Linked DNA regions of Mus musculus: all the other regions are linked to region 4. Evidence: chromatin contacts called from public HiChIP or PLAC-seq and promoter capture Hi-C data. All regions are on one chromosome and are shown on one strand. The core of a region is the stretch at or near the end of the contact, and the rest is flanking DNA. Distances in the headings are between cores, read along the strand shown.

What was found. Promoter capture Hi-C pulls out the DNA fragments that hold promoters and counts their contacts. HiChIP or PLAC-seq counts read pairs in DNA pulled down with a chosen protein or histone mark.
Region 1: a contact with region 4 is called in a promoter capture Hi-C map of liver, with 7 times the contacts expected there. The contact joins the enhancer-like site here to the promoter of Mysm1 in region 4. A contact is called at or near these places in 8 of 39 promoter capture datasets (cranial neural crest, frontonasal cranial neural crest, hippocampal neurons and 5 more), 1 of 484 Hi-C or Micro-C datasets (bone marrow-derived macrophages), 10 of 115 datasets of contacts at active chromatin or transcription factors (the SCID.adh cell line, acute myeloid leukemia, bone marrow-derived macrophages and 7 more) and 4 of 9 other capture datasets (adipose tissue, embryonic stem cells, liver and 1 more).
Region 2: an H3K4me3 HiChIP or PLAC-seq map of bone marrow-derived macrophages shows a contact between it and region 4, with 12 times the contacts expected there. The contact joins the enhancer-like site here to the promoter of Mysm1 in region 4. A contact is called at or near these places in 13 of 39 promoter capture datasets (the 3T3-L1 cell line, the C10 cell line, the HPC-7 cell line and 10 more), 1 of 15 datasets of contacts at CTCF or cohesin (the NIH/3T3 cell line), 1 of 484 Hi-C or Micro-C datasets (bone marrow-derived macrophages), 22 of 115 datasets of contacts at active chromatin or transcription factors (the SCID.adh cell line, T-cell acute lymphoblastic leukemia, bone marrow-derived macrophages and 17 more) and 4 of 9 other capture datasets (adipose tissue, embryonic stem cells, liver and 1 more).
Region 3: an H3K4me3 HiChIP or PLAC-seq map of embryonic limb bud shows a contact between it and region 4, with 9 times the contacts expected there. The contact joins the enhancer-like site here to the promoter of Mysm1 in region 4. A contact is called at or near these places in 15 of 39 promoter capture datasets (3T3-L1-derived adipocytes, the C10 cell line, the HPC-7 cell line and 12 more), 1 of 15 datasets of contacts at CTCF or cohesin (the NIH/3T3 cell line), 2 of 484 Hi-C or Micro-C datasets (bone marrow-derived macrophages and muscle stem cells), 29 of 115 datasets of contacts at active chromatin or transcription factors (the 230-238 cell line, the SCID.adh cell line, SST interneurons and 24 more) and 1 of 9 other capture datasets (pancreatic islet).
Region 5: a contact with region 4 is called in an H3K4me3 HiChIP or PLAC-seq map of embryonic limb bud, with 4 times the contacts expected there. The contact joins the enhancer-like site here to the promoter of Mysm1 in region 4. A contact is called at or near these places in 7 of 39 promoter capture datasets (the 3T3-L1 cell line, the C10 cell line, cranial neural crest and 3 more), 1 of 15 datasets of contacts at CTCF or cohesin (the NIH/3T3 cell line), 1 of 484 Hi-C or Micro-C datasets (bone marrow-derived macrophages), 6 of 115 datasets of contacts at active chromatin or transcription factors (acute myeloid leukemia, astrocytes, bone marrow-derived macrophages and 3 more) and 3 of 9 other capture datasets (adipose tissue, embryonic stem cells and macrophages).
Region 6: a contact with region 4 is called in an H3K4me3 HiChIP or PLAC-seq map of bone marrow-derived macrophages, with 8 times the contacts expected there. The contact joins the enhancer-like site here to the promoter of Mysm1 in region 4. A contact is called at or near these places in 5 of 39 promoter capture datasets (the C10 cell line, cranial neural crest, embryonic stem cells and 2 more), 1 of 484 Hi-C or Micro-C datasets (bone marrow-derived macrophages), 9 of 115 datasets of contacts at active chromatin or transcription factors (the SCID.adh cell line, bone marrow-derived macrophages, cardiomyocytes and 6 more) and 3 of 9 other capture datasets (adipose tissue, liver and pancreatic islet).
Region 7: a contact with region 4 is called in an H3K27ac HiChIP or PLAC-seq map of regulatory T cell precursor, with 16 times the contacts expected there. The contact joins the promoter of Hook1 here to the promoter of Mysm1 in region 4. A contact is called at or near these places in 8 of 39 promoter capture datasets (the HPC-7 cell line, cranial neural crest, embryonic stem cells and 4 more), 15 of 484 Hi-C or Micro-C datasets (B cells, CD4 T cells, CD8 T cells and 9 more), 34 of 115 datasets of contacts at active chromatin or transcription factors (the 230-238 cell line, SST interneurons, T-cell acute lymphoblastic leukemia and 24 more) and 3 of 9 other capture datasets (adipose tissue, liver and macrophages).

The regions. Positions count from the first base shown.
Region 1 is chr4:95,792,376-95,796,602 of GRCm38.p6, forward strand. The region is part of intron 8 of Fggy (FGGY carbohydrate kinase domain containing); the gene reads left to right. Among named protein-coding and RNA genes, the nearest start is that of Hook1, 170 kb to the right of the region's middle. Within about 2 kb of position 2,361, at least 68 of the 459 cell types and tissues checked have an H3K27ac peak or open chromatin away from gene starts, as enhancers often do. A contact at or near this core is called in extraembryonic endoderm stem cells, liver, second pharyngeal arch cranial neural crest and 1 more, where this site is marked.
Region 2 is chr4:95,848,238-95,852,382 of GRCm38.p6, forward strand. It overlaps Fggy (FGGY carbohydrate kinase domain containing), which reads left to right. Exons shown (of 16, transcript NM_001113412.1): 14 at 1,345-1,439. Among named protein-coding and RNA genes, the nearest start is that of Hook1, 120 kb to the right of the region's middle. Within about 2 kb of position 2,299, at least 89 of the 459 cell types and tissues checked have an H3K27ac peak or open chromatin away from gene starts, as enhancers often do. A contact at or near this core is called in the HPC-7 cell line, adipose tissue, bone marrow-derived macrophages and 6 more, where this site is marked.
Region 3 is chr4:95,899,246-95,903,226 of GRCm38.p6, forward strand. The region is part of intron 14 of Fggy (FGGY carbohydrate kinase domain containing); the gene reads left to right. Among named protein-coding and RNA genes, the nearest start is that of Hook1, 66 kb to the right of the region's middle. Within about 2 kb of position 1,811, at least 24 of the 459 cell types and tissues checked have an H3K27ac peak or open chromatin away from gene starts, as enhancers often do. A contact at or near this core is called in the SCID.adh cell line, craniofacial prominence, embryonic limb bud and 1 more, where this site is marked.
Region 4 is chr4:94,977,154-94,980,867 of GRCm38.p6, forward strand. It overlaps Mysm1 (myb-like, SWIRM and MPN domains 1), which reads right to left and starts at 1,947. Exons shown (of 20, transcript NM_177239.3): 1 at 1,851-1,947. The coding sequence starts at 1,912. Gm12694 (a long non-coding RNA gene) reads left to right here and starts at 1,968. Exons shown (of 3, transcript XR_867913.3): 1 at 1,968-2,623; 2 at 3,505-3,668.
Region 5 is chr4:95,819,095-95,823,427 of GRCm38.p6, forward strand. It overlaps Fggy (FGGY carbohydrate kinase domain containing), which reads left to right. Exons shown (of 16, transcript NM_001113412.1): 11 at 2,884-3,031. Among named protein-coding and RNA genes, the nearest start is that of Hook1, 150 kb to the right of the region's middle. Within about 2 kb of position 2,962, at least 43 of the 459 cell types and tissues checked have an H3K27ac peak or open chromatin away from gene starts, as enhancers often do. A contact at or near this core is called in adipose tissue and embryonic limb bud, where this site is marked.
Region 6 is chr4:95,768,060-95,772,047 of GRCm38.p6, forward strand. Fggy (FGGY carbohydrate kinase domain containing) reads left to right here. Exons shown (of 16, transcript NM_001113412.1): 8 at 1,367-1,470. Among named protein-coding and RNA genes, the nearest start is that of Hook1, 200 kb to the right of the region's middle. Within about 2 kb of position 2,607, at least 13 of the 459 cell types and tissues checked have an H3K27ac peak or open chromatin away from gene starts, as enhancers often do. A contact at or near this core is called in adipose tissue and bone marrow-derived macrophages, where this site is marked.
Region 7 is chr4:95,965,835-95,969,569 of GRCm38.p6, forward strand. Hook1 (hook microtubule tethering protein 1) reads left to right here and starts at 1,545. Exons shown (of 22, transcript NM_030014.2): 1 at 1,545-1,722. The coding sequence starts at 1,660. It overlaps 9530080O11Rik (RIKEN cDNA 9530080O11 gene), which reads right to left and starts at 1,821. Exons shown (of 2, transcript NR_045776.1): 1 at 1,290-1,821.

The sequences.
Region 1 (4,227 bases), core at 1,111-3,610, 820 kb after region 4:
TTTCCTATGTGCTCAAGCTGCTGGGCCTATGAGATCACTTCAGACATGCTTCATATATACTTTTTTTGTTGTTGTTCAGAGTAAAACAGAGATTGGGCTTCTAGGAAGGGCAAACTCGTCATTGGAGGAGGATTATCCTTTAAAATCCTCCACACAAAAGACTTGGCAAACCTGAACTTTATGAACCAGGTTTCACTGAAGGCTATTGGACATGCTTTTCTCACCCTATCCTGGTGCTCTGGAGTTTATTCCGAGTTTTAAGTAATCTAGACAATTATTGTACTTCGGCAGTTAGACAAATTTTATCATCTATAATTGCTCTTAATTTGAATGGTATTGCTGTGTTTTCAAAATAAGATCCATGTCCTGAACTTGTATAGCAATTTAATTTACAACATGGCTTAATACATTACTTTTAAAAGGTATTTGTAGATTTATGCACATGTTATGGTATAACAACCTACAAAGTAAGAAATGCTGAGTAAAGGCAAGATGGAGGCAAGAATGTTCCATGAGTTATTACAGAGGGAGTCAATGTTCAAAGATGGTACAACAAAGGTGATAATATTGAGCTGAGTCTTTCTTTCTTATTGACTATATGTGGGTGTTGTTATGAGCATTGGAGGAAAGGTACAAGCCAAGTAGAGAAGAGAGTCTCAGATCCTCCTAGCTGGACTGATGGGTGGGTTTGAGCCACTCCATCTGTGTTCTAGGAACTAAACTGGGGTCCTTCAAAGGAGAAGGAATTGTTCCTAAGCTCTGAGCCATCTCCAAAGTTTTTGAGCCAAATCTCAGGAGGATATATAACTTTTTTTTTTGTCTGAGGGGAAATTATGAAGAAGCAGAGATGAAAAAGAAAATGGCTCACTTTGGGGAATTTCAATTTTTCAATAAATCTAGGGCTTAGTCTGTGAAAGACTTGATAGGGAGGAGAATCAGGAAACAATAATCTTGTGATTAAGTCAAACAAATAAGGAAAAGCCAAATTAGAGAGTATGTCATCTGTCAGGGATCAATATTAATAATAATACAATTGAGTTTTTGTTTTAGAAAGGTCATTTGCTGGACATACAGAATTTGGCCTGAGTAGGGGTAGAGAGGATGGAGGAGAGGAGGAAAATAACTGAGAAAGGGAAATCAGTTTACTTGCTGATGAAATAGTACAAGCAAGACATGGGAGATAATACTAAGGCAGCAGCAATGGGGAACAGACTGTGCTTGTGGACAGAAGAACAGGATGACCTGCTGTGGGCAGATGAAAAGTGAATAAGTTAAGACTGGAATCTAGAGAAAGACCAAGAATAAGAAGAGCCCTAAAGGGTAGCAGATTCTCTTTTAGATGTATCATCTGGATATGCAAGTCACATTAGTGAGAGACTCAGGAGTGGGGTCTGAGTCTGAGGTAAACATGTGGCACTCTACGACACACACATTGTCCCTGCACTCGCTGGAGTAGATGAGCCCAGGGAGAGGGAGGTAATAAAAGGTGTAGGAGAGATCACAGGGAGGGGGAAGGGTTTCCTAAGGAGACAGACTAATAACGGGCCTGCGGCCATGTGAGAACTCTAAGCTTCCCACTATCTCAAGAAGGGGTAGAATTAAACCACCTGCTGCTTCACAGTTTGTTTAGGAGCCTAGTGTATCACAGTGTCTTTGTCCACACTGTGCCGTGCCATGCAGATCTTGGACTTTGTTCTGGTTGATGATTAGTCGCATTTATGGGTCAGGAAACTAAGCCTCAGAGAGACACAGAATCACATGGTCAGCCAATGGCCTAGGCAGAATTGTCTAGAATAGTTTGTCTACTTCCCAAGCCCCTGCTCACATTGCTCTGTCATGCTCACTGCCTTGAAGATAGCAACTACTTTTATCTTAACTGGTTCCTGGGAGAGACAGGCACACTGGTAGCTCATTATAGTGTTCAGCCGAGCAAGGCAAACCAAGAGGTAAAAAACCAAGAGCCTCCCTCTGTTCATAAACATTTCTCCAGGCTCTTATTCTCTCTCTCTCTCTCTCTCTCTCTCTCTCTCTCTCTCTCTCTCTCTCTCTCTCTCTCTCTCTCTCTCTCTCTCGTGTGTGTGTGTGTGTGTGTGTGTGTGTGTGTGTGTGTGTGTGTGTGTGTGTTTTAAGTAGTCATCAGGGAGTTGGCAGAAATAGATGTATAAGTGTTTTTTCCCCCCTCTGGTAAGACAATATCCTAGTCCATTTGGAAGAAGAGATGACCATGGAAATACCCAGTCCCACACAGGTCTGCTGCCACTCTCCAAACATCCGAACCTGGAAGCAGACAGTCCAAGCAAAGCCTCCTGTTCCCTCCCAGGACTGTTGGCATCTGGAGCCTGCCTCCTGTCCTGCCAGGGGTTTAGGCCAAACCAGCCTCAGGGTGAAGGGCTGGGAAAGGACAGAGGGAGCTGCAGTACCTCCCCGCTCTCAGCCAGTCACCTCTCCCCGAAAGAGTTGTGAGCAAGCATCTGGACTTTGTCATTCAGGGAATCCAGCCCATAGGCGCCTAGCCCTACATGAAACTGGGCCTGTGGCATCCTTGCTTCCAGCTAGCTTGAGAAGACATGACCAGAGGCAGGAACACTTGGAATGTGACTTTTGACCCCAGCCTGTTATTTCTGATCGTCGTAGGAGTCTGCACATGTGCCTTGGGCATCTCGGGTTGTAATTATGTTCAGTATGTTTGATTTGACATACACACAGGGAAATTGAGGGTAGATAAACATGTATACTCACAAGTATACCCCATGCTCAGCCCATCCTGAACCCTCAGCTCCCGCTGGATTTTAAGTTTATTGAGGATAGAGACTTGGATATACATAACTTTGAAGCCCATCTCTCCCAATCTTTTCAGGTTTTAAACTGTAGTCTGAACTCAGTATGTATCTGAAGTCTTACCCAGCTAATGTCTGAGATTATAGATTGTAGCTATTAAATACAGCCTATAGTTAACAGGTTTTTTTGAAAAAAAAAATTCCAATAGTCTTAGCAGCAAATTAGTTGGGTGACAGAATAAGTAGGTACTTGGAGACACCCCAAGAGACAAACTGACACAATCCCATAAACTCCAGGCCACGTGAGAGCACAGCCTATTGAAATATCTCACTGGAGTGTTCTACTGGACCAGCTGGGATGCAGTGAGTCAACTCTTTGGAATCTTAGAAAACCTCAGAGAGAATAGTGTCTCTGCTCCAGTCATCTTATAGCTGGGAGAATGGTGTTGAGAGAGGGAAATAGGTGGGGCGTTTCTTACAAGCACACAAAAGTGACTTCTCTTCTAGCTCTTTGACCTGCTCAGCTTAGATTTAATTTATATGCTTAGTTATATCGATAGAGTCATGCCTCTTTCCGACTCTCATAAATGTTGTGTGATAACGTAGTATGCAATCAAAGGTTTAGTTGGCATTTTGTAAGTTAATATAGAGTACACATGATCAAAGCATTTGTCAAATGTCTAAGTTCAATGGTAACACTGATACTAAGATTAATACCCTTGTGCCTATACCGAGGTTGTGCCAGACGATATTGCCAGTCTTCTAAGCAAAATAAATAAATAAACACCCCGCCCCCAAACCTAGCTATATCATTAAGTAAATACCAACTGATAACCTCTGGATTTTGCTGTTGTGTTGTAGTTCTCTGAGTTCATTTGATCCTGGTTTTGGACACATGCCCTAATAACAAGGCTTTCCAGTCTAGCCTTTGAAAATATGCTGTTTTGCTCTAATCTCCTTTTCAGTATTGTTACTAACAATACTGACTAAAAAAGGAGCCTCTTCGTGGTGGTCTTTCATGTTGTCCCCTGCTGTTCCACCCTACAGGCCTCAGTTCAAGGAGAACTAACATTGACTTGGGTTTTGAACAAAGATAAGCTATGTCTTTAACAAACTTTAATATTTACCAGTGTCCTCCGTTCTTGTAGACATTAATATTAGCCCTTCCACTTTGAAATCAAGGAGACCAAGGGTCAGAAAGTTGAGGAGGAAAATTTGTCTAAATTGTTGCAGCATAAGGAATATAATCAAGATAAGTCTTTTTCCTGACCTGAGCTCTCTCTTCTATTAACAACTATATCAAGGTAATTTCAGTAAAATTCTTCTGGAAATTAAGATTATCTAACTTAGCCCAGGCATGTGGTCCATGCTGCAGTGCCAGTATTTGGGAGTCTAAAGCAGGGCTATCCTGACATTTATGATAGTCCACTCACAGGCCATAAGATTGAGC
Region 2 (4,145 bases), core at 1,049-3,548, 870 kb after region 4:
TCAGATCTGTCACTTTTCCTGGTGGCTTAGTAGCACAGTGAGAAGCAGGTTCTGTTATAATTCTTCAAGTCCTCTAAGATGTCAGAAGGATTCTGTTTACCAACTGTCTGTGTAGGGGGATGGCTAGAGCTGACCTGAACTGGAGGAGATAGGTAAGATACTAAGTGGGCTTCCCTAGAGAGGCAAGAAGAGGGCTGTAGCCTTTGTCTAAAGGAAGCCTTTCTGCTGCAGACCTTTCCTCTGTGGCATTTCCCGTCATCTATTGATTAGAAAATCATGTCATCCTGTGAAAGTAGGTGGAATTTTATCCCCATCCTTCAGATCAGGAAACTGAGGTACAGAGGGGTGGAGATCCTAACTTAGGATCACACTGTGAACTGAGTGAAGAAGCAGAGGTGTAAATCACGTAAGGAACCAGAACTGCCTGTGAAATCCACATGGATCTTCAACCTTGGCACTTGTCATGTAGGCGGATTCTTTGCGCCTGGTGGATACCTACTTACCTTCGCATGACATTTCAGTCACATGACTGTTTCAGTCCCATGTTACTGTCAACCGCTGGCTCAGAGACTCATTCTCTCACCAGTTAATTGATGGCTTGGACCCTGCTCTAAGTGTCAGAGACATGGTGGTAGACAGAATGGAGCCCCTAGCCTCATGTAATGTCAGTTGCAGGGCAAGGTGCAGGACTAAGTAAGGAAACCACATGGTAGAAAAGGGGGTGGGGGATATAGGAGCACAGAAGGAGCAATGAAGTTGTCTCATCGTTCTAAACACAGTGACCAAGGAAAGCTAGGGTTGCATTTGTACTGTGGTGAAGAGCCAGTTACATGGACATCTGGAAGAGCTCTGAAACCAACTCAAGAAATCACAAGGAAAGTAGGTTCATGTGGTGGCTAGGAAAAAGAGAAGCCAGATGGTAAGGGTCTTACCAGACTATCTAAGGATTATGGCTTGTACTGGAGATGAGTCAGAGAACCAGCCCTTCCATGGCCTGTATCCATCAGCCCATCTGAGACTGGATTAGCAGGGAACAGCCTTTCATTTCAGCCTTTACTGGGCCCAGCAAAACATGTGATAAAGTTAGAGGTAAACCAGGAACCTGGGTGCCAAAGCCTTACAAGTTGATAGGTATGGTATTGGCCACCTTGAGGCTTGTGGCTGGTACACTGGCCATCACAAGGCAGAGAAATCTCCCAAAACCCAAATCCCAAGGACTGGGGACTTCGGGGAGGTATAAAGTACTGCTGCTTTGACATCAGCGGGTTTGCCTCCAGAGGTGTTTGCTGGCTCCTCACAGCCCTGGTTCTACTGTTAACCAAGGTATGACTTTGTCCTGTGCAGGCATGCCTGTGGTCCTGTCACAAGAGGTGGAGTCTGTCCTCGTGGGAGCTGCTATTCTGGGTGCCTGTGCCTCAGGGGACTTCACTTCTGTGCAGGTATGTTAGGATCCATGGGTGGCTGTGGTCCCTGCCCTGTCTGAGGCTGTCTGTCCTCTTGACAGCAGCTCACAGCTTGCAAAACACATACAGGATATAATTAGGGAATGATAGGTTGCAGCCAGAGAATCACAGGCACTCGCCGCCTCTGACGTAGTCACTGTGGCCTCCCTTTGGTTTCACCTCTGTTCATGTGAATTGTTCTGCTTCTCTCTCTTTATAGGAGCTCCTACATTATTTAGCTTCAGTTTCTGCTTGGCCATTTTCCTTTGATCAAGTGAAAGAGTTGATGCTCAAAATATTGGTTTTCCACATGGGCTTCAGTGTTTTATTTGTTTATTTCATCTGCATCACTTTCCAAATACCTTTGAAGCCTGGGCCAACAAGAAACACAAAAGAAAGTGTTGGTGAGGGGAAAAAAAAAAAGAATTAAAAATAAAAAGAAGGAACAAAGTTTAGGAAGCCGGAAACAATTTGGTGGTGGTGATTTGAGTACACGATTTTGCTCTGAGCTTCCTGGCAGCCAAGACAAAAAAAAAAAAAAAAAAAAAAAAAAAAGCATGATAAATTGCATAATTCTTATTTTCAAAAAGAGGAAGCATCCTAGTTTCTGGTAAGAGACAAGCTTTTCCTGATGTGAAATAACAAAAGATGTTGTACATGCTAGAGGTTGTTAAAGGCTCCCAGCATTAAAATGATAACAACAACAAAAATCCTTTTAAAAAATGAGTATAAGGTAGACTATGATGACAGTCAGGCTCTGCAGTTAGACCTTTTGGTCTCAAATGCTGGCCTCCCTACACGCAAACTCTGAGGACTCAACCATCTCCTCTGCACTTGTACTTCCCTAACTCTAACAGTGGCCAGTAGCTGGCTTGTAAATTCTCCTATGGCTCGGTTGAGCGTATATAGTCCCCACCACAGCTCTCGTATCCCCATTTTAGAAATGGGGAAGTTAGGCAATCTTCCTCTCCTCTTGTATCTTTTCTCTTTCTTTTCTTTTCTTTTCTTTTCTTTTCTTTTCTTTTCTTTTCTTTTTTCTTTTCTTTTCTTTTCTTTTTTTTTTTTTTTTTTTTTTTTTTTTTGTGAGATCTGATGCTTGGAGCTTTGGTAGTCCTCTTGGGCTGATGAGGTTTGTAGAGCAGATATTAGACACTGTAGAACACATCCTTGGTTGCTGAGCCAATCCTGGAAGCAGAGTACTAGCTCTTGGCCAAGCTCATGAAACAGCCAGTATAGAGCTGGAAGAAAGTCAGACCCCCAGCTACCAGCTGAGAACCAGGCACTTCAACCACTTGCCCGCATGCCCCAGTGTTAAGTGACAAACCAGGTGTTCTAACAGTACCCCAATAATTAGAATTCAATTTGCTGTGACTGCCTAGTGTGGCAGACCCTGTGCTAAGTTCTTTAGTATAGCTCTCCTAATGCATATAATACCCTTTCATGGCCTGTAAGAGAGACCCAGAAAACTTACAAACACAGACCATTAGAAACTTCCAGTGGCAGAAGCCCATTTCCAGTTTAAGAATGGAGCTGGGCATGTGGCTTGGTGCTTAAAGCACTTCACAGCTCTTCCAGAGGACCTGCATCCAATTTCCAGTACATTAGGTGGTTCATCTGTGGAGTTATCATCTGTAACTCCGGTACCAGGGAGTCTACTGCCCTCTCTGGCTTCTGGGAGTACCTGAACAGGGGTGGTGCCTATGCATAAACCTATGCATTCAATCTATACACAAAACAAAAACTAATCAATTACTCAATACGAAATAATATGTGCAACTAATTGTCATTGGATGGGCTGACTGTAGTGATGAATTGTCTCTAAAAGGTCCAGTCTGGAGGCAGTGGCATTAGTGTGATTGCATCTGGAGCTGCTTTGGAAATATAAATACATGCACTTGGCATTCTTCTTATTTCCTCCAAAAAGAAGCAAATGGAGCTCACCAAGCCTGAGACTAGCTTAGACTCCACAAGATGATCCTGTCTGTGATTCATACTTTTCAGCCTAAACTTCAACACAGACTTTTCTTAGAACTTCCAAGATTCTAGCTTGGTCCTCACAGGGCCTAAGAAAGATGAGTGCTTCCTGCCAGATACCCAGTTCCCTCAGCTGTCATGGTTGATGGATCTTACCTAGATAGGCTGACTCCGAAAACACTGCCAGGGTCATCTCCTTCAGATAAAGGAAGGGCTAAGATCATGGGTTGAAGAAGACATGGTTGGAAAATTAGAGAAAGAGCTTATATGTGCTTGAAGAGAACCTGTCCCGATTTCCTGTGGCCATGAGTGACATCAGGCTTGGGTAGAGCTTATACCTTCCTTTTCCAATACCAGTGGATCAAAGGGAGCCATAATAATGGTTTTACTAGAAGTTACTGCTAACTTCTACATACCAGAAATCTGAGAGGATTTAGTCAGCTAAAGGAAAAAGAGAATGGGTGAACTTTACAAGAGTAGTGTTAGAGAGAGGGGCTGAGTCCAGGTTCCATTGCTATCACGTGCGCTGGCACATAGGGGCAATTCTTTTCTCATGCCCCCTGCTCTTTCCTCCATGCAGAGTTTCAGCGTCAAGGGCTTTGCCCCTCTTCTCTGACCCTTTCCTACCCTTCCATATCTTCTCAGTATTCCCTTTTTAAATGAGGGACTCAAGAATAAAGGTTGAAGAGTATCCTAATGAACTGTCCTTCAGGAAGCCTCCAGTCTGGC
Region 3 (3,981 bases), core at 561-3,060, 920 kb after region 4:
TCCCCAGAGTGCAGCCCTGTCAACCTCAGGGCACTGTCTCCCTGACACAGCTCTCACCCTAGCTGCCCTAAGCAGTGCCTTTGTCACTCATCCGGTGTTACTTCAGCCCATGCCCTTCAACCTTTCTGTTTCCTCCTTGAATAGATACATGCTCTGCAACATCATCTGTTAGAGCCTGTGTGTCCTTGGAATCTCAGTGCAGGCATGATATCCATGAGGACCGTGGGCATGCAGAAACATACAGTAGGAAACCTCCAGGAATGCCACGCTCCTCATCTGGATTCTCAGAGCCCCATAACAGCCCCTTGGGCTAGGAGATTTCCATCTCTCCACCTGGTGTGGGTTGCTTTTCTAAGGAGGCAGAAAGGGTCTCAGGAGACAGCTATGGGATCACCTTTGCTGTGCTATTCTTCCTCATACTGATAAGCAGAGTGGACAAGAAGGCTGGTTATAGGAACAGTTCTTATCTTGCCCCTGTCACTTACCTGACAGAGTTCTTGGTAACTTAGCAGACTAATAATATGTTCTTTGTACATAAACTAAGTTGAATATTTCTTCCCAAGCTGCAAATAGCCTAACCAGTCTATCAAGTCAAATCCCAACTCATTGCTGAAAGAATCCATTGTTGTTTTGAGTTTTAATATCTGATGTGCAGGACAGTGTAAAGAACCTTTCAAGTAATTGGGTGATGTTTACACACACACACACACACACACACACACACACACACATATTACTTTCTGCACAAAGGTCCTGGACCCCAGAGCGTTTCTTTTCCGCTTATCAGACCACTGAGGTAAGGGTTAAGCCATTCTCCTCCTTTGGCTGACATCTGGGCCCCACTGGATGCTGCCCAGCTCTCCTCAGCTGAGAAGGATCTACAGCCAAAACTCAAGTCCCAGCCTTTGTAGCGGGCAATCTCCTGGCCATCTGTGAGCATGTCAGCTCTCTCCAGCAAGGGATCCTTCACATTATGGCATTTTCCCCAGTGACTCCACATTAGGGAGCATTTGTGGATGCTTGCTTTATGCACAGCAATATTAATATTCACTCCATCCTTACCAGGCAAACCTTGCTCCTACTTTAGAGAAGACAAAGCTTAGAAAAATTAAAAAGCCTGCCTAGGCTAGTAGAATAGGCAAGTCTCAAACCAGGTCTTCCCAGAGTTCTTGCCTCCACACTCAGCTCAGATCTGGAGGTATTGTAGGGAAGGAATTGAAATGGCTTTGTAAAAACAGGAAGTACAACTCAGCCTGTATTGTTCCAGTATCACAAAATGCACAGCATGAGATTCCCCTAGGACCTCTCCCCTTCACAAGCCTGTGTTCAGGAGCTGAAAGTGGGGAAAGCCTATCCCAGGACTTAAAACACTGATCTGTGAGTCCCAGAACAAAGAGATCAGGACAGCAGGCATGGGGAGGGTCGAACACATACCTAATTCTGAGCATTTACAACTGAGGAGGGGAGCCAGCTCTGGGGTTTCCTGCTTCTTTCCACAGATCTTTCAAAGTAGATTAACCCTCTCTGTAAGGAAAAAAACCTACCTCTTTGAGAACATTAATTTTGTTCTCATCTAGAAGCCATGCTGAGCTACACTAGAGGTAATGGCATGTAAAAAAAAAATGTTCCCAGAGACACTCCCAGCTGAACACACAAAGAATCTGGTCCCCAAGGAACAGTATAAGGATTGTCTGAAGGACTCGACATTGGTGAGATTACAGAAATCATAATATATGAATAAATGAACATATGGAAGAAATCAGGAAAGCCCTCCCATTCTTCCCATATGTAAACCTGGCCTTCAAGTAAAGTCCTTAAGTAAATGCAGATGTAGCCAAACCAGGGACCAGATGGCAAACAAGCACTGGACCAAGAGGTAAAGAAAGCTTTCCATGTTTATTCAAAGATGGGGGAAGTCATAATCCAGAATGCTGTGGTGTTCTCAGAAGGGTGACCTCAGGTCACATACACCCAACCAAGGCACAGTACAACCAAAACAACATTGACAGAGTTTATAACAATTGTGATTTGCTGTAGAAAAGCCACTACCATCTTACGTGACCAGAATCTGATGTCAAAAGTTGTACGTTTGGGACATGAAAGCAATGGTTGTACATTTGGGACATGAAAGCAATGTTTAGAGCAGAGGAGCAGGACTAGAGGGGCAGGAAAGCAGCAGCATTGGCCTTTGCTCGGCATTCACATGTGCCGGCAGCTTTGATGCTTGGTCTCCTTTAATTCTCTTACCTATGCACCAGGTATTGGGAAAATTCTGTAAAGGCATTTTAAATGGATCAAGAGATGTTAGGTCCCTAGATCCTACCTAAGCAGTGCCTTTGTCACTCTTCCGGTGTTACTTCAGCCCATGTCCTTCAACCTCAGTCTGTTTCCTCCTTGGATAGATACATGCTCTGCAACATCATCTCTTAGTGCCTGTGCGTCCTTGGAATCTCAGTGCACCTGGGGATGCTCACCTAGCTATCACTAGTACTTCCTGGGTTCTGCCCACATTCTCAGCTTCGTAGTTCATGTTCTTAGAATGAATACAATTTGACAAGGAAGACAGGTCCCTGAAGACTCTGGTTAGGGTCTGCCATATCCTCTCTACCCTTCCTGCCCAAACCAGAAGAACTAGGGGGACAATTTTAGCTACCCAGGTACTGCCTTGAGATTAAAGCAAACATACTGTGAGGTACGGAGTAGAACATGACTCTGTTTTCACCTTCTTCACAGCCTGCTGAGTCCTGGCTTCTCAGTGTTCAGGAGTTTACACATTGAACGAAGGAAGTTCTGGTAGTGCTTCACCTTCAGGTACATGCTTAAATGAGCATTAAGGTACCCTTCCCTTGCCATTCCACTAAATCACTGTATGTGGAGCAGTAGGTAGAAAGTGCTGTCAAGCTTGTCAGGCCTGCTTCCTGACGTTATGACTAAGCCTGCTGCCTCAAGAAAACCATGGCATTCTTTGGGTCTTGGCGTGCTTGACTCTAAAGGGCTGAAGGATTTCCTGAGAATCATTTTGGTTTCATCTCTTCCCACTCATCTGTCCTCTTTCATGTGTGCATTCATTCTGAATGTCATCTGTTTCCCCATCACTCTTAACCCTGGACCAGGATGAGAGACTGCACATGAAGCATAAGGCAGACTTCTGTAACTACATGTCAATCACCAGCACGCAGGGCGGGCACCCTTATTCTTGTTGTCTACTTGGGGTTGGCCATTAGGAGACACAAGCAGAAAGCTAGAGTTGTTGTTGTTGTTATTATTATTATTATTATTATTATTATTATTATTATTATTCCAGCATCCTCTGCAGGGTTACTATAAGTTGGCTGCATCCATTTACTGCCTCACCTACTACAGAGGTAGTCTCATGCAGACAAGTATCTCTGTGTGGTGGGAACCTGTTTTCTCTCCCTTCACTTCTTCAAACTAAGAGGTACAAACGGTTCCCTACTGTTCCTGGTCTACAAATTCTTATTTCCTTTCATAATCCACTCTTTCTCGTTTATTTTTAATTTCAGTTTGCTTTATTTTAATATGCATGTGCCACGGCACACATGTGAATGTCAGAGGACAACTTTCAGGAGTCAGTTCTCTCCTTCAGTCATGTGGATCCTGGAGACTGAACTCAGGTTGTTAGCCTTGGTGGCAAGCGCCTTTACCCACTGAGTCCTCTTACCCATCTCAGTGTCTAATTTTTTAGTGAATACTTTCTCAAGCTTACTGCAGTAATGTCAAGTTCCTGGCAAGAATCTGGTCAATATGCTATGTTAGCTTTGTTTCCTATTTCCCACAATGTTTCCATTAAATCGTTTAGCTTCCATCCCCATCTTTCCTCTCATAAATGATCTATTTATTCTCAACCACCAGCCATCCCTAAGTAAACATCCATTAGTGAAACCTTTGCTTTGCTTTGCTGGGGAAATCAATGCTGGTTAGCTGGACCTGAGAAATCGGTGGTGATTAAGAAAAGACCAG
Region 4 (3,714 bases), core at 697-3,196:
AAGAAAGAAAGGAAGAAAGGAGAGAGAGGGATGGAGGGAAGGAGGAGAGGAAGAGGAAGGGGAGTGGAGGAGAAGGGAAGGGAAAAGAAAAAGGGGAAGAGGGGAAAAGGGGAAAGGGAAGGGAAGGGAAGGAAAGAAAAGACAGGACATGACTGCTCCTAAGTATGGCGGAGAAGAAAGTTCATTGTAGATAAAAGGGAGAGCATATGCAATGGTGGGGAACATCCAGAGAGAATATGACCCTGAACTGGGCCATGTAAAGAGAATGCAGAGAGAAGCTGCAACAGAGAGAGGCTGCCTGGGCCAAGAGACAGGCCAATAGAGTAAAGGACAGACCAAAAGGGCCAGATAGCCAAAATGGCTGAATTATATAGAGAAGGGCAGCTGGGGGAAGGGCAGACTAACTTCAGGGCTAAAGAAAATAGGGTAGGAGGCAGGGTATGCCAGCCATACCCTGCAACAGGCAAGACTGAAGGATGCTTTAAGAACCTGGAGGCCAGTTCCACTGTAATACAGCACCTCAGGTAATCATTTGTCTCTCCTTTGAGACCTAACATACGAGGTTAACATTACAACATGCCACCAGTAGTCTCAAGTGTCAAGAAAATGGTACAAGAAAAAGGGATGAAAAACTAAACACAACCAGGAAAGTTAAAACGAACCCTTGAGAGAGGCACAGAGCCAATGCTTTCAGGTGACGGTCACTGAACACCAGGTGAATTCCTTTATGAACTCCAAACTGCCCTCGCCCACTGAGGTCACCGATTCTCAAACATCACAAGCACTTGCTCAAGTCTGATATATCACACTGGTGTAGAGTTATTGCTATCTCAGGCTATCCACGTAACTTTTGAACTTTTGAGAAAATATTTATGTGAAGTTAACTACCCCTCATTTTCATCACATTTTAAGAACTCACTGGCTATTTTAAAATGCTTCTTATTCTGGTGCCTTATAGAGGAGGACTGGCAGTCTACAGTGGAGCAGCCCTCCTGTCAAATGAACTATATGGGCTGAAAATGGAGCAGTACTAGTAATAGTATGTACTTCAGCAGAATTCTAACGAAGTCGCTGACAAGTTACAAGTAATGTACCTGGCTTCTACAGGAGGTCCTATCTGGCCCCCATTACTTAAAAGGAGGGATACCGCGTCCTCCTAAAGGCACGTGTCAAATCAGGTTCAGTTTAAAATCACACTGCCCGTCCTTGCAGGCACTGGCATGACACCCCTAACTGGGTCTTCACTACATTATCCTAACACAGCAAAGAAAACATCTGCCGAGCATTCTCCATATGCTAAAACATCTCTCAGAATTATTTCATTCGATGCTTACAACAGTAAGATCGACAAGTGATTCTTGGTTTCCAAGCAAGCGGAGCCTTGCTTGGAAATGCCTCAAATGCCTTGATCACGGTCAGAGTGACAGTAAACAGGAAGAGCAAAAGCAAAAGGCAAACATGACTTGTCCAACTCTAAAATCTGGATCCTTTAGGGTAAGCTGCCTTTCCCCCAAGTTTTCAACAACTTGCTCTGAGAAGGAGGAATCAAACGACTGGACCAGGTCGCTAGCGGGCGCAGGACTAAATTAGACGCCAGTGTTCAAGATGCTGTGAGGCGCCTGAGACAGCGCGAATGCAGGTAGGAATCCGAATTAAACACTGTCCATCGCAGCCCAGAAAGTGGAGATAAACAGTGCAACCTGGGGCACCGGGTCCACTCCCGGACCCGGCCGACTTCCGGCTGGGAGCACCCCGGGTCCCGACGCCGTCCACACGGACCCTCGGCCAACCGCATCCTCCGACCCTTGCCTAGCACAGCCCGGCCCGCAGGACCCCGCTCCGCGCCTCACCCCGGCTGTGCAGCCGCCGCAACATCTCCTTCCACATCCACATCCGCCTCCTCCGCCTCCATGACTGCACCTGACGCAGGCGTACTCGCGAGATCCCGCGAGATGCGGCGGGGCGGGACCGGGGGCGGGCCCAGGGCCGGAGGCGGGGCCTTGGCGTGGCGCACTTCCGGGGAACTCCGGCGAGTAAGACCAGGAGACTGCGTGAAAGCTGCTTCCCCAAGGACCGCATGGGTTATCTCACTTCTCTCACGTCTTACGTGGGCTAACTCACAGCAGATCTTTTTCCATTCAGGCGAGAGACCCTGCTTTGTGGCATCCATTGTCTCTGGTTCATTTTCGCACACACACACACGCGCGCGCGCGCCTACCCGCCCCGCCCGCCACCGTGAATTATTAGAATGACCCAGTGGAATGGATGCAGGTTTCACGGATTTTATTTTATGGATAAGTAAATAGACTCAGAAAACTGACGTGATTGTTCAAACAGAGAGCTTGGTAGATTGATCTTTTAAACTCTGCCCTGAGTGTTTGCCATATACATACAAATCATTGCTGGGAATCTGTGAAGCAAAGAACTTAACGGTTTTCCAAGAAATCAGAGTCTTGCTTCTGCATTTTTCTGCCCTCAAATCTGTCTCTCATACAGTTAGAATCCATGACTCATTGTCTTCTCGATCAGACTGTGACTTCTTTAAGGATAAAACCTGTCTGGTAGTCCTTACACTGCCTGCGTTCAGCACAGTGTCTCACGTAGTAGAAGCTGTGTTGGACAGGTAAGTGTATTGGGAACCAGCAAAATAAACCTGATTTGTTGTTGTTTTGTTTTGATTTTTTGAAATAGGGTTTCTCTGTATAGCCCTGGCTGTTCTGGAACTCACTCTGTTGACCAGGCTGGCCTTGAACTCAGAAATCCACCTGCCTCTGCCTCCCAAGTGCTGGGATTAAAGGCATGCGCCACCACGCCCCGCAAAATAAACTTGTTCTTTTTTTTTTTTTTAAGTACTACCATGTCGTTTTCAGGCTTCATTTAATCATAGGGGTAAACTAAATTCAAGGTCCCAGGCCCTGGGGGAGCTTCTGTTGTAAGGAGACAGCTATTTGAGCCCAGCCATCTCAGAGACAACTTAGAAGGAGACAATTGTCTGCGTCCAGTCATCTCAGGGAAAGTTGTAAGGAGACAGCAGTTTGAGTCCAGCCATCTCAAGGACACTCTCCAGCTTGCTGTAGGGTCAAACTAAGTTCTTGTTCCCAGGCCCAGGAACCAGCTCCTATTCTGATTGGTGGAAATTCGCATGCTCAACCCTTTATGGTCAAAATATGATTGGCCGAAGCTACAGCCTACCCTGCTTGCCCTCCCTTACTTTATGGTTTCATCCTTTAAATATGCTATGTAATTCCCCTAAAAAGTCACTCTCCGGACTCTGTTCTATGTTCTCCGGCCTTGGTCGATCAGTAGCAGCTTGAATACAATACATCATTCACTTGATGTATGAGTTATGTTGGATCTATGCGGACCCCATAATAAGTGAACGAAACAATAAAACGAGCTTACTTCACACCTCAGCCTGAGAGTGTGATGGCAGGAGAGGCAGAAGAATTTTGTAAAATGAGGGCCCCGTGCTTTAGGAACTGAATAGTGTGTTTTACTTTTCAGGGCAACCTGGAACCATGGTGTTTATTTGTTTGCGCATTGTCAGAGGACTCATCTAGTAATCAATGCTAACAGCTTGCCTGACAGAGCATAGGCACTTAAAGGTGCCTGTTGGATTTAATCGGGAAATGCAAAATAGAAACACCAGTCTCTAACTCAAGAGCCAGGTAAAACTACCAGAGGGAATAATGCAGTACCCATTACTCAGGCAGG
Region 5 (4,333 bases), core at 1,712-4,211, 840 kb after region 4:
GATCTGGAGAGGGGTTAAAAAAGTTGAAGCATTAGTGTTCTGGTGCTGGAAGGCAGAAAGCACACAAGGAAGGGAAGCCTGGGATCTGAAGAATGCATTGATCTGGGGTGGGTGAGCGGGAACAGTGGTTGAGGACACTGTCTGCATTTACGATTATAAGCAGTACAACCTGAAATACAATCTTGTAATGGCAAAGGAGATGAAGTACTTGTTAATGACCTGTCATTCCATATGGCACAGGCTCTGCTTGGAATCTTCCTAGCCTTGTGTAAGATAGAGACAACTTAACCCCACTGCAAAAGAGTAGCCTAGATCAGCGAGTTTTATTGTTCTTGCACACCAATGAATTTGCCTTTGGACTGTTGAGTCTATATGTTCTGTGTCATCCCCAATGGGATTCCCTCTGAGACACGATATATGAGCCTGGCATTCCTATTTGGAAGGAGAACAATCCAACTGGGGTCATGGGTACTGTGCTTGGAAGAAAGCAGGCTGCCATTTGAGAAAGAATTGATAAAACATACAAAATGAAACAAAGTCAAAACCAAAAACAGCATCATGCAAGGTTAAAATTACGTGAATGATGATGTGCATTAGTTATTTTAATGTCTTCCAAGTGCACTTCATTTTGAATGATATACTCAGATAGCACACATGGTAAGGTATAATTGAAAAAGCATGTAGGGGAAGGACTGAATTCAAAGAATAAACACACAGCTGCAAAGAGGTTAGGAGTCAGAGGGGTAAGCATATGCCCCATCCCCCAGGGATCTCATTTGTGTATGAGTGGCCCTGTATATGGAGGCTAAATGAATCCCACTGTTTGCAAAGACCCTCAGTAAATGGGACAATGACGAATCAATAGTAATTAGGCATATAGATTCTATTGACCCAGATGTCTGAAGCCAAACTCCCACTCTGAGATTCCTTGAAAGGCAAATGAGAAGATTTATGGACATTCACTTCTTTAGAGAGAAAAAAAAATTATACTCTGGGAGCACTGATGCCCTTCCTAAGGAGAGAGTGATTAGAAATAGTGCAGACTCTTGGCTTCTGATGAGAAAGGTTGTTCTTGAGTTTCTGTTATAAATATGGTTCCTGTTGGGCCACAGCAGGGAGAGCTGGGAAATAGAATGCCAGAATGTGATCATATGTATATGTCCTATCCTACCCTTCTGTGGATGCCTCAGAGAGCCCTTTCCTAAAACTGAACTGAAATCGAATATTCAACAATGTGTGTGGGGGAATCATATGGACTTTCCCCTATAGTATCCCTTCTGTAAAGGATCTTAGTAATGCATCTCCTCTGGACCGCAGTGAAAGCTTGGTGCATGCTCCAGGAGTGGCAGGAGCTACCAAATCATGACTGAGCTTTATCCCCATTAATATTGTATCCCCTCCACTAGAACTAAAAGCATAGTCTACAGCTGCCAATAGGGACTGCAGCAGAGTTAACTGGGTAATGCTCCCCTGGCTTTGCTGATGTTGCAAACAGACATTCATCAATTTGTACACTCATGTGTTTTGGTTTTCTCCACGTTTTGCATTAGAATTTCATATACATTTTTTACTTACTAAAAGAAATTTCACTGGACCTGTGTTTATAGTTCAGTGGTTAAGCATTTGGATGGCATTCTCAAAACTCTAAGTTTCATTTCCAGAACAGAAACACACACACACACACACACACACACACACACACACACACACACACACACACACACACAGTTTTCACTGATAGAGAGGAAAAGAGAGTTTGAAACTATTTTTATGATTTTTTTTTTCAGAAACCTACAGAAACATCATGGTATCCATGGGGACACTCCTGGCATTGCAAAATATGAACTTGAAGTCACTTCTTCTAAAGCATTTTAAGAATGCAAATCACAAATATTGGCAGAAGTATTCTAGCTGCTAACCTCCTGTGGGCATTGCCCATGCTTTGTCTCTCTGAGGTTTTCTGGTCCATCTTTGGGATCTTTGGTTCAGAGCTTTGGAAGGTTCATTTTCCCCAGATTCCCTAGCTAGTGAACTGTGTCCCACAGTAAAACTTAACCCAGTGAAGTATTATGATACTACATTATGAAGTAAGTATTATTATACTACATAATGAACAGGAAATAGACATTCAGAGAGGCTAACTGTAGCCAGGATAGAAAACAGTATCTGAAACTTGCACTGTTTTCACTCCCAAGTTTGTCATCTTTTGACCTGAGAAATGTCATTGATTAAGGGGGTCATTCCAATTCCACCATTTTACACCTCAATCAACTAAAACTTAAAATGGGAAAACCTACACGATAGCCTTTCAAAGTCATGGTTCTGAATCCCATGTCTAATTCTTGATCCTTACTGTGTGTATGACGCTCACTCATTGGATCCAGGAGCGTATATTTATCTCTATTTGTCATTTCATCATTTTTACAATTAGGAAGACAGATTTAAATAAATCCTTTGCATATGCACCATATTGTACTGCAGTTTACAGAATGCTGTATGTTTGCATACATGGTCTTTGATCTTCATAATAACCATATGAGGTAAGTTGGACAGAGATTGTAGGATGTTTCTACAGATGAGAAGAGGACAGTTCGAGAGCTTGGAATAACTGGCTCATGTGTACACACCTACCAGGAGTGAAGCCATTGTCTGACCAGGTCTCCTGACTCCAAGCCTTTCCATGGGAAGTGCTGCCCTGGCATGACAGTGTGTTGTGAGAGTTCAGGGGCTAGTTTCATATAAGAGCAGCTGCTTTGCTCAAGCTTTTGAGAGCCCTCTTTGCTTTCCTGGGTCTGATATCGAAGTGCAAATGGTTTCTTTCTGCAGAATAATTTGCTTTTCAACCCTATCCCCTTTTAAAATCAAAATCCACTTCTTTTCCAGATGCCAGAGTATATATGCATATTTGAATAGTCACCTGGATCTGATTAAGAAGGCTCAGCCTGTGGGTTTCCTCACTGTTGATTTACATGTTTGGCCAGATTTCCATGGCAACCGGTCTCCCTTAGCAGATCTGACTCTGAAGGGCATGGTAAGTAAAAGCCAGTCCATGCACGGAGGTGAAGGCCAGCCAAGGGGTTGCAAAGTTTGGAAGACACAAAGTGAGGAGACAGGAAAAGAGGGAACAACTGAGAAAAGGTGGCCAAGAAGAGCTGGCTTTTGTCAGTTGCCTTGGTCAGGTTGCTCCTGCTCTCCAGAAAGATCTGTTAGCCATTGTTGTTGTTTCCAAGCCAGCTCAGAGCGCCTTTGAGATAGTATTTCTGTACTCAACTACTGCTGTGTCTTACTGCCCTGGTGTGGCTGAAAGTCCTGCCTATGTCATTTTTACATTTACACTGATTTGTAGTCATGTTTTCCATCTCTGTCTCCAGGCTACCCACTACCTCAGTGGTAAATATTACCACCCATGGTCCCACTTCCTGAAGCAAGCCTGAGAGCCATGGCTGTTCTGAGCCCATAGCAAAATTTCAGAATTTCAGATTTAACTTCAGCTAAAAATATAATTAATAACTAATATTGGGGGATCAAGTCTGCTCTTTTTTATTTTTGTTTTTTATTTATTTTTATTAATCATTTTCTTCATTTACATTTCAAATGAAATTCCCCTTCCCAGTTACCTCTCCACAAACTTCCCCATCCCATCTCTCTCCTCCCTCCCCTTTGCCTCTGTGAGGGTGTTCCTCCACCCATTCACCCACTCCCATCTAACCCCACTATCGTCCCCCTATGATTGGCTATCAAGCCTCCGTCCCCTCCCATTGATGTCAGGTAAGGCCAATCTCTTTTACATATGTATCTGGAACCTTGGATCCTTCCATGTATACTCTTTGCTATTAAGAATCTTTAAGGCTACATTCAGCCCAGAGATCATGAGCCCTCCTGTAGAGTTCAGGAGGAAATTGGTGGCAAGCTCACACCTGGATGAGGCTGTAGTACCTCCAAGCCAGACAGGATCTGTAGCTGTGAGGAGGCTGGCTATTGAGAACACTGAGAGCTAGGCTTGGAGGTGAATGAAACAAGTTAAATCTAGAGAGGAAGAGAACTTTCAGTTCTAATGGACCACATAAGAATTCCTAAATGCCAAGTCTAGGAAGGGGAGTGTAAGGAAAGTGAAAATGGGAAGTGAGAAGGTAGTCTCTGAGCAAATGCCACTAACATGCAGGAGCAACATTAACTGTGAGAAGGCCTACTGGCTTCAGGAATTTAAGGTTTGTGGTTAAATTCATTAAGATTGTTTAAAATAGTTTTATGATGCTTCCACAAAGTTCAAAACCTCATTTTTATTACAGAGTTGACCACATAATCAACTTCTCTTCATAAAGCAAAATCATGA
Region 6 (3,988 bases), core at 1,357-3,856, 790 kb after region 4:
GAATTTTTCATTGTATTTATAAGCGAAGTTACTCTCTATTCATGCCTGAGGTAGCAACTATTTGTAGTCCCTGGGCTACTAGGCATACAAAGAAGACAGTACTAGCTTCTTACAGCCTTTATTGGAGAAATTTAAAAATTCAAATTTGAAAATTTGAAGTTTCTAGTACCTTGTCCTCCAGGAGTCAAGGTACATGAGAATATTTATCAGAGAGACTGAAAATGACCTAGATAATCAGGAAAGTCTGTTCTGAAAAAGTAATATTGAGTCAAGAATAAACAAAAGTTCACCTGGGAGTGTGTTGAGGAATAGCATTCCAGGCAGCGGGAAGAACATGTCTTGAGTTATGAATGAATGGGCATCCTTTACTGTAGATCCAGAGCAGGGTGGAACAGAGGTCATTAGATGAGATCAAACTGTTCTCTCTGCCTGCCCCACCCTCCTCTTCATATTGAAGTGATGCAGGTTTGCCGGTCTCTGGCTTCTCACTGCATACTCACAGTATGCTATGAGTGTGCACCCACAGTGTGCGCGCACACACACTGGCTCTTGATGTCTATTTGAGTATATGAAGATAAAGGGGGCTCTGTAATTAACCTAACTTGCTCTGCAAGTACCAAGGAATCCAGAGAAGCTGTGTGAAAGCCCATTTGTCCTCTTGCTGAGAGTTTCTCTACTCCCTGCCATTCTTAGAACAGGGACTTGTCTTTCACACCTGGAGCTTTGGAAGGCCTGGAAATAAGAATGGAGACATGAGGGTCTTAAAGCTTCAAGCATCACAGAGTTCCGTTGCTTCCTCCTTTCATGACCCTGGGGTACCATATATTCTAAAGGATCACATGACCCTGGGGTACCAGCCAGAAGAGCTTGCTTTTTACTAGCACTTTGACCTTGGACCTGTCACTTAACCTCTGAAGATCTTAGATTTTCCTTTGGTGTCTGTTTATGGCATTAATTATACCGTCTAGACAGTGTTAAAAGGAACTTATCCCTGTAATACAAAGAATAGACAACGGTATTTAATGGCCGTAGCCCGTTTCATGGCTGCCATTTGTATGTGTATAGTTAGAGTTGGTCTTATTCTGACAAGGTTAGATGACATATATGGACTAGAGTAAGGCAAAAACAGAATATACTTCCTAGTTTGCCCTTGGCTAGCAAGTAAATTTTTGTTATAGTCGTTTGTTTGTTATTTTATATTTTTTAACTTGAGACCAAATATGGGATTCTTACACACTTATGTATGTTCCCCTTTCTTTAATAAAAAGTATTTTTTTTTTATTTTTGGCTTGCTTTTAGCTTTCTTACACACACACACAAAATCTCTTTTCTTAAGAACATTCTGTTTGGTTTTACTTTCCCACAGGAGTGATTGGGGCAGATGTGAGAGGTCACGGGCTTACCTGTGAGGGACAGCCAGTGACGTCAAGGCTGGCTGTCATCTGTGGAACATCATCTTGTCACATGGGGGTAAGTGCACCACGTTGAAAGGCAAGGCCACCACAAACAGTGGAGGCAGCCCAGAGCCCAATCCTGGAAACTACTGGCTCCTTCGCCTCTCCATTCTTTCTGTCTCCCCCTTCCCTAGCACCGGCCTGACCGATCTTGCCAAGCCTCTTTCCAGTGGCCAACTTGTTGAAGAAAATGGAAGGGTGCTCAGTGAGTTCACCTGGGCTGCAGAGCTGACAAAGCCCTCCAGACATCTCTCCTCAAAGGGTGGCTAGGTCTCCCTGCGCACAGGTGTCTATTTTCATTGGCCACTGAGCTCTCTCTCTCCATCCATATAAATCCATCTCCCTGGGAGTGTCCTGATGATCTATAGAATCGGGCTGCATATCATGACTTCAAAAGAACACTGATAAGCAATTTTCACTGTGCTAATTTTTCTCCATGAATGAGTGGAAAGGCTTTCTCCAAGATTGCAGTAAAATTTAGTGCCTGCCCTAAAATTTATATCTTTTTTAAATGCATGAGTCTGAAAGCATTCCATTTCGATAAGTACCCATTTCTACCATATTTTTATTTAAAAGTCATTACTCTGTTAAAGTGAGATGGACGACTCCTTGGATTTTTCCCAGATGAGTAAAACCAAGGAGAAAGTGGAGGAGGAGATGAGCAGAGAATGCAGGACACAGGGCAGAATCTCAGCAGTGAGGGAGCGCAGCTCTTAAATAACTGCACTTTTCTTCACAGGCAGCTGTTTTGATTCAATAATATTCTCTGAAACTTTCTCTTTTGTCCTGGCTATTAAATTCTCAGAACAAAAGGATAGCAAAGACTTCCCCATAGCTGAGATGGGCTTATGGGTCCTTGAAAGCAGATTAAGTTTGAGATCGCTGTGCTACACATCTGATCTATGCTAGGCACTTAGTCTCACCCTTAGTCTCTGTGTAGAGATGGTTCCCAGTCCCACACAGGGTCCCAGCTTTCTGCAGAATATAGAGTTTTCTATCCGCTGTCTCCTAGCGTGAGCACTGAGAGAGTGCTTCTCTCAGAGAGCATCTGTTCGAGGCCAGCCTGTGACTGCCAGTCTTGTTTTTATGGAGCAGAGAAGGAAGAGTGGCTGACTCAGAAGGGAACTCTTGGTGGCAGAAACTTTCCCGATGTGACACTTGGGCTGAACTTTAAGGAACTACATTTTATTTCAAGCTTCTCTGAACTCTAGGCACTATCGTATCTTTTTGTTCCCTTTTTGTTGGAAATAGACTTTTTTCTTATATAATATATCCTAAATACACTTCCCCTCCCTCTCCTCCTCCTAGATGTTCCTCACCTCTCCTCCCAGCTGGATTCAACCCCTTCCTGTTTCTTACTAGAAAACAAACCGGCTTCTAAGTGATAGAGATAAAATAAGATTAAAACCAAACTCACTGAATAGGATATTACAAACGGACAGAAAGAAAAGAGCCTAAGAAAAGACACAAGAAACAGATATAGAAACAGAGACACACTTGTTCACATACACAGGAATCCCATTAAAATACCCATAAAACTGGAAGCCACAGTACGTGTTTATGTTTGTTCGTGTGTTTATGTGAGCATGTTTTGTATGTGTCTGTGTGTGTATTATATGTCCATATTATATTATTGATATATATATTATATATTATATATTTTAGTATCCTTAACTGGTTTTAGAAGTCTCACCCACTCACTTTCTACAGCCCTGTGCTAGAAGGACAAACCTAAAGAAGCTAGGCCTTCTTAAACCAGAAGTGTGGAACAGTAGCCAGTTCTCTTTTCTCTTGACATGGGTCTAAGCTGCCAGTGTGTCCTCACTGAAATTATTAAAATCTCTGCTATCTTCAGTGGGACACATCTTATCTAGCTTCCCGAATCAGAGTCTTGACACTTTTGCCCTCTAATTCAGACTTGCACACAGAAGCCGCCCCCACGGATGGGAGTTGCCTCCTTATAGCTTCCCTCAGTGCCACTGTCTCTTCACCGGGTGGCACGAGAGCTTTGTCTACTGTATCCTGGTTTTACAAATTAGAAAAAGGAGGCAGAAAGCTCAAGTGCTTCCCTCAAGGTCACAAAAATGGTACTTTCTGGAACAAAGACCCAAAAACACTCTCTTGGTTGTGGTTTCAGAGATCCAACTTTTTAGTGCTACTCGATATCATGTGTTCTTATCCCATGCCCATCCCAGAACAGAGAGATTGTAGGCATTTTGATTTCCAGATGCAGGTTGTAAAATCTCCTAGTATCGGTTCAGTCCCATGATCTGAGTGAACCCCTCAATCTCTCTAAGCCTCAGATTCTTCATCCATTATATAAGAGGCAAGACTGCCTGTACCAGAGAGTTTGTGGGTAACATGCATTTTATCTGACCGTGATGTGCAGTTTCACAGACACTCAAAAATAGTAATGATACTTATAAAAATGTCCCCGTGACATAAATAGTGCACATGAGACAACTGTTGGAGCTTTAACAAACTTGATGGGCAGCTGCAGTTGGATACAGTGAATGGCAGTCATAAAATGTCAG
Region 7 (3,735 bases), core at 295-2,794, 990 kb after region 4:
CACACAGGAATAAAAATAAAAATGTATCTTTAAATTTTCCCAATAAATATGCCAAACTTCCCTTGAATTTTTGCTTTAGATTTATATTCATTTCACACTTGTCAGAATTAGTCTTTTTTTTTTTTTTTTTGCTGTTTTTCAGTAATGTGATTTTCTAACTTTTCAAATTGGAAAGAATTGAAATTTTAGTAGGTCACTTATCTGTGGGTCTCAGTGATAAACGTGCTTTAAAGAGTGTGTGGTTATAGTAATTCACATTGCAAAGTTTACAATTCCCAACTTACATTATTTTCATAATATGTGCTTATATTTTAGCCAGAGATATCTTTAGAAATGTAGAGGCTGTGGTCTCTACCCGTAACATTGAGAGCAACGCGGGTGGTGGTGGGGGGGGGGGAGGGCGGGGGTTGGGAGAGAGTCACAATACCGACTCTTCAATTCTTTAGGCCTATAGTTTTCATGAAGTTTCATTAGTATTTATTGTGTCTAGAATACACTTTAGCAAAATTGTGAGGTTGCGTCGAAAATGCCCTCACTGTATTTTTAAAATGAAACTGATTTATAACAGGGGGTTTATAATTTATTGTCCAACAGTTTTGCTCAACGTTTAAATATAAAAATCACAGAGAGTTAAGCGAACCAGCTGCCTCTTAATACAGAGTATGAATTGATGGATTAATGAATGAGTGAAGTGGTGAGAACCAAGAGTTAGAATAATATTGTAGCCCCTTCCAATAATGACACAATTTATCATGTTGGATTGCCACTTTCCAGATTTTATGGACCATGCCACCAACATCCTCAGTGGACACATCATTATTATTATTTTTTAACATAGAAACGAGCAGGTAGGGTACACAGATACAGCCTATGCTTTTTGAACACTATTTAATTTTGCTATCTAAAAACGGCCTTCCCCTTTGCCCCATTTAAAATGAAATCAGCCACAACCTGTGATTCTGTGAGGGCTTCTTTGACTTAGGCAGCATGGAGGTCTGTTTTTTCCTTAGGAAACACGTTTCTTGGTCACGTGGTTCCTCTTGCTTTGGGGGTTTCAATTCCTGAGCACTGTGGTGGGGAATGAGAAGAGGCTGGAGGCTGAGAGTGGGTCTGTACTAGTGCTAACCAGGAGAAATGGAAGGTTGGCCTCTGAGCCCTCCACTACCTTTGGCCACTCTAGCTCGCGCAGGCGCGCTCTCCTTCCTACCCCCAGCCCCGCCCTCATTGCACCTGCCAGGTCATAAACCTCCGCCCACCCACACCCGCTTCGCCTGGCGGTCCGGGCTTACCCCTCCTTGATTGGCCAAGAGTCTCTGGAGCGCGTCCAATCAGCAGCCCTCCTGTGCGACCTATTCCCGCTCCTCCCGCCCTGCCGGCCTCGCTGGTGCCCAGCTTCTTTGTGACTGGTGCTCGCAGAGGTCACTCAGCGTGCGGTGTGCGATCGGCGGGCGGGGCCGGCTCAGGTGCCGGGACGCGGGACAGACGCGGTGGGCGAGGGGGCGGTCGCGCCGCGACGTCTGCGCCGTGAGGCTTCGCGCGTGAGTGGCGCGGGCGCCAGGCCTGGCCGCCGAGCTCCAGTGGCGGGCGCGGAGGTCGTTGACGCGGGCCCGGTCGGAGGCGCGTCCGTCGCTGTGAGCGCGGCGTCGAGGTTCTCGGACCATGGAGGACCCGCAGCCGCTGCCACAGTCCGAGCTGCCGCTGTGTGACAGCCTCATCATCTGGGTGAGTGTAGTTCCACGCTTGCCAGCGAGGCCACCTGCGGGGCGAGCGGAGCACGGAGCCTCCGGCTGCCACGTACACCTCCTCCGCAACCCTTCCGTCCCAGCCTCTGAGAGCTCCGCCTCGCACAGGTGACCAGGAGGCGCTGGCAGCCTCGGTTCCCAGATTGCTGTCCTTTTGGGCCCACACAGCACCCATGGCGGTGTAGACACAGCTGAGAGAGATGGCCAAATTACCTTTGATGTGGGAGCTCTTTTTCATTTTTTCCCCCTCTTCCTCCCCTTCCCATCTTAATACCTTTCTTTTTTTAAAGTAAAAAAGAATTGGCTTTTTTTGTTTACGCTTGATCCATGTGCAGGATTTTTTTAGCGCAGATTGCCTCAGTCCTCATTTTTTCCCAGTATTCCGGTGAGCCAAATGGTTTCTAACCTGTTGGAATTTCCTAGATATGACAGAACTGCCGTCCAGGTGTGATTTCTAGGCCTTTATTGTGCTAGGATAGTGTTTGATGCCCTACAGTTGGGTGTTGATAGCGCTGATGGCTCAACTCAGTTGTATAATTGTGAAGAGAGTCTGATTGGAATGTAAGTAGACTGGATCAGGAGGATTACATCCTCCAAGAGATTGACTGGCCATCTTCTAATACTAGCAAATCCAAAGGACAAATAGGGAAGATCTCTATGAGTGTTTGAAATTTGTAGTCACTTTTGCACTTTAGACTTTGATAACATGTTTTAAGTAGAATGTAGTTAGGATCTCAGGGTTAAAGCGTTTAGCTCACTGTAGACCTGCATGTTTATTTAAATTACTATTTAGGTTTAGATATTGTATTTAAGATTGTTAGGAAAGAAGGCAGTATTACTTTAATGATCCCATTTGTTTAAAAACAAATGTCTAATCATAGGGTGTATTCAGGTCTGCAATTTTGTGCTCTGATCATCTGACTGAGATGGTAAACTGGGTTCTTTATGATGTCACTGACTTCCCTATGAGGTCACATGGAGTTCAAGAGTTTCTTAAACTATACTGCAATATTTCCAAGTGCTATGACCATATCCTTTCTTAAAGCAGTATTTTGACTTCCTACTTTGTGCTGGCCTCACAGGAATTAGTTTAACTAGCAGAGTTGTGTATCATTACAATGAAAGGCAAAGTTCCCCAAGATCTAGAGAGAGAGAGAGAAAGAGAGAGAGAGAAACAGAGAGAGAGAGGGAGAGACACACAGAGAGAGAGAGAATGAACCAGATAAGGATTCATAGACAATAGAGGGTGAGAGGGTGGTTGGTTAGCTCTTGCTAATTGGCTCCTGCAGTGATCTCCCAGGCTGTTGTACACTGGAGAAAATTGAATGGCTGAAAATCAGTTATTGCTTCTAATCATGGCGGTAGATGCACTGTTCTCCCTGACACTGTCCAGCTTGGTGATGGGGAAGGACATGGTGGTTCTGATTCTTTTTAGGACGCTTCATTGATGCCCTGCTTGGCTCTTCTTGGAACCGAATTTTGACTTTCAGGCACAATACCACCTCCTCAGCTTTGGGTCTTCCTTTAAACTCTGTTCCTTCTAACTCTTTTAGAGCATTGTTCTGCCATTTATTTTCTTTTTGCTGTTGAATCTGTCTAACCCTGACCCCCAACTAAACAAGGGATCTCTGCATGTGCTCTTCTGATGGAGCTGTGTCCTCAACCTCCTTTTTACTTAAGTCAAGACACAGTCTAAGATTTCCAGAAATCTTAGCCTGAATTCAATATGGCTGGTAGACGTGTGAGACTTCTTACACCTCCCAAGCGGCTGGGAGTACATTCTTGTGACAGCAGGCACTGCTGTTTACAGCGTGATTCAATTAGCCATTTCCTTCATATGCTTTCATTTAACCTTTTACTATTTTAAAAATAACTAAGGCACCACTCTAGTTATTCCATGCTGTAATGCTTCCTCTTTCCCAGTAAAGTTACAACCCCCACACCTTTATACTTTTTCCTTTCACTGCTCAGCCCATTATATTTTAATTCCTTT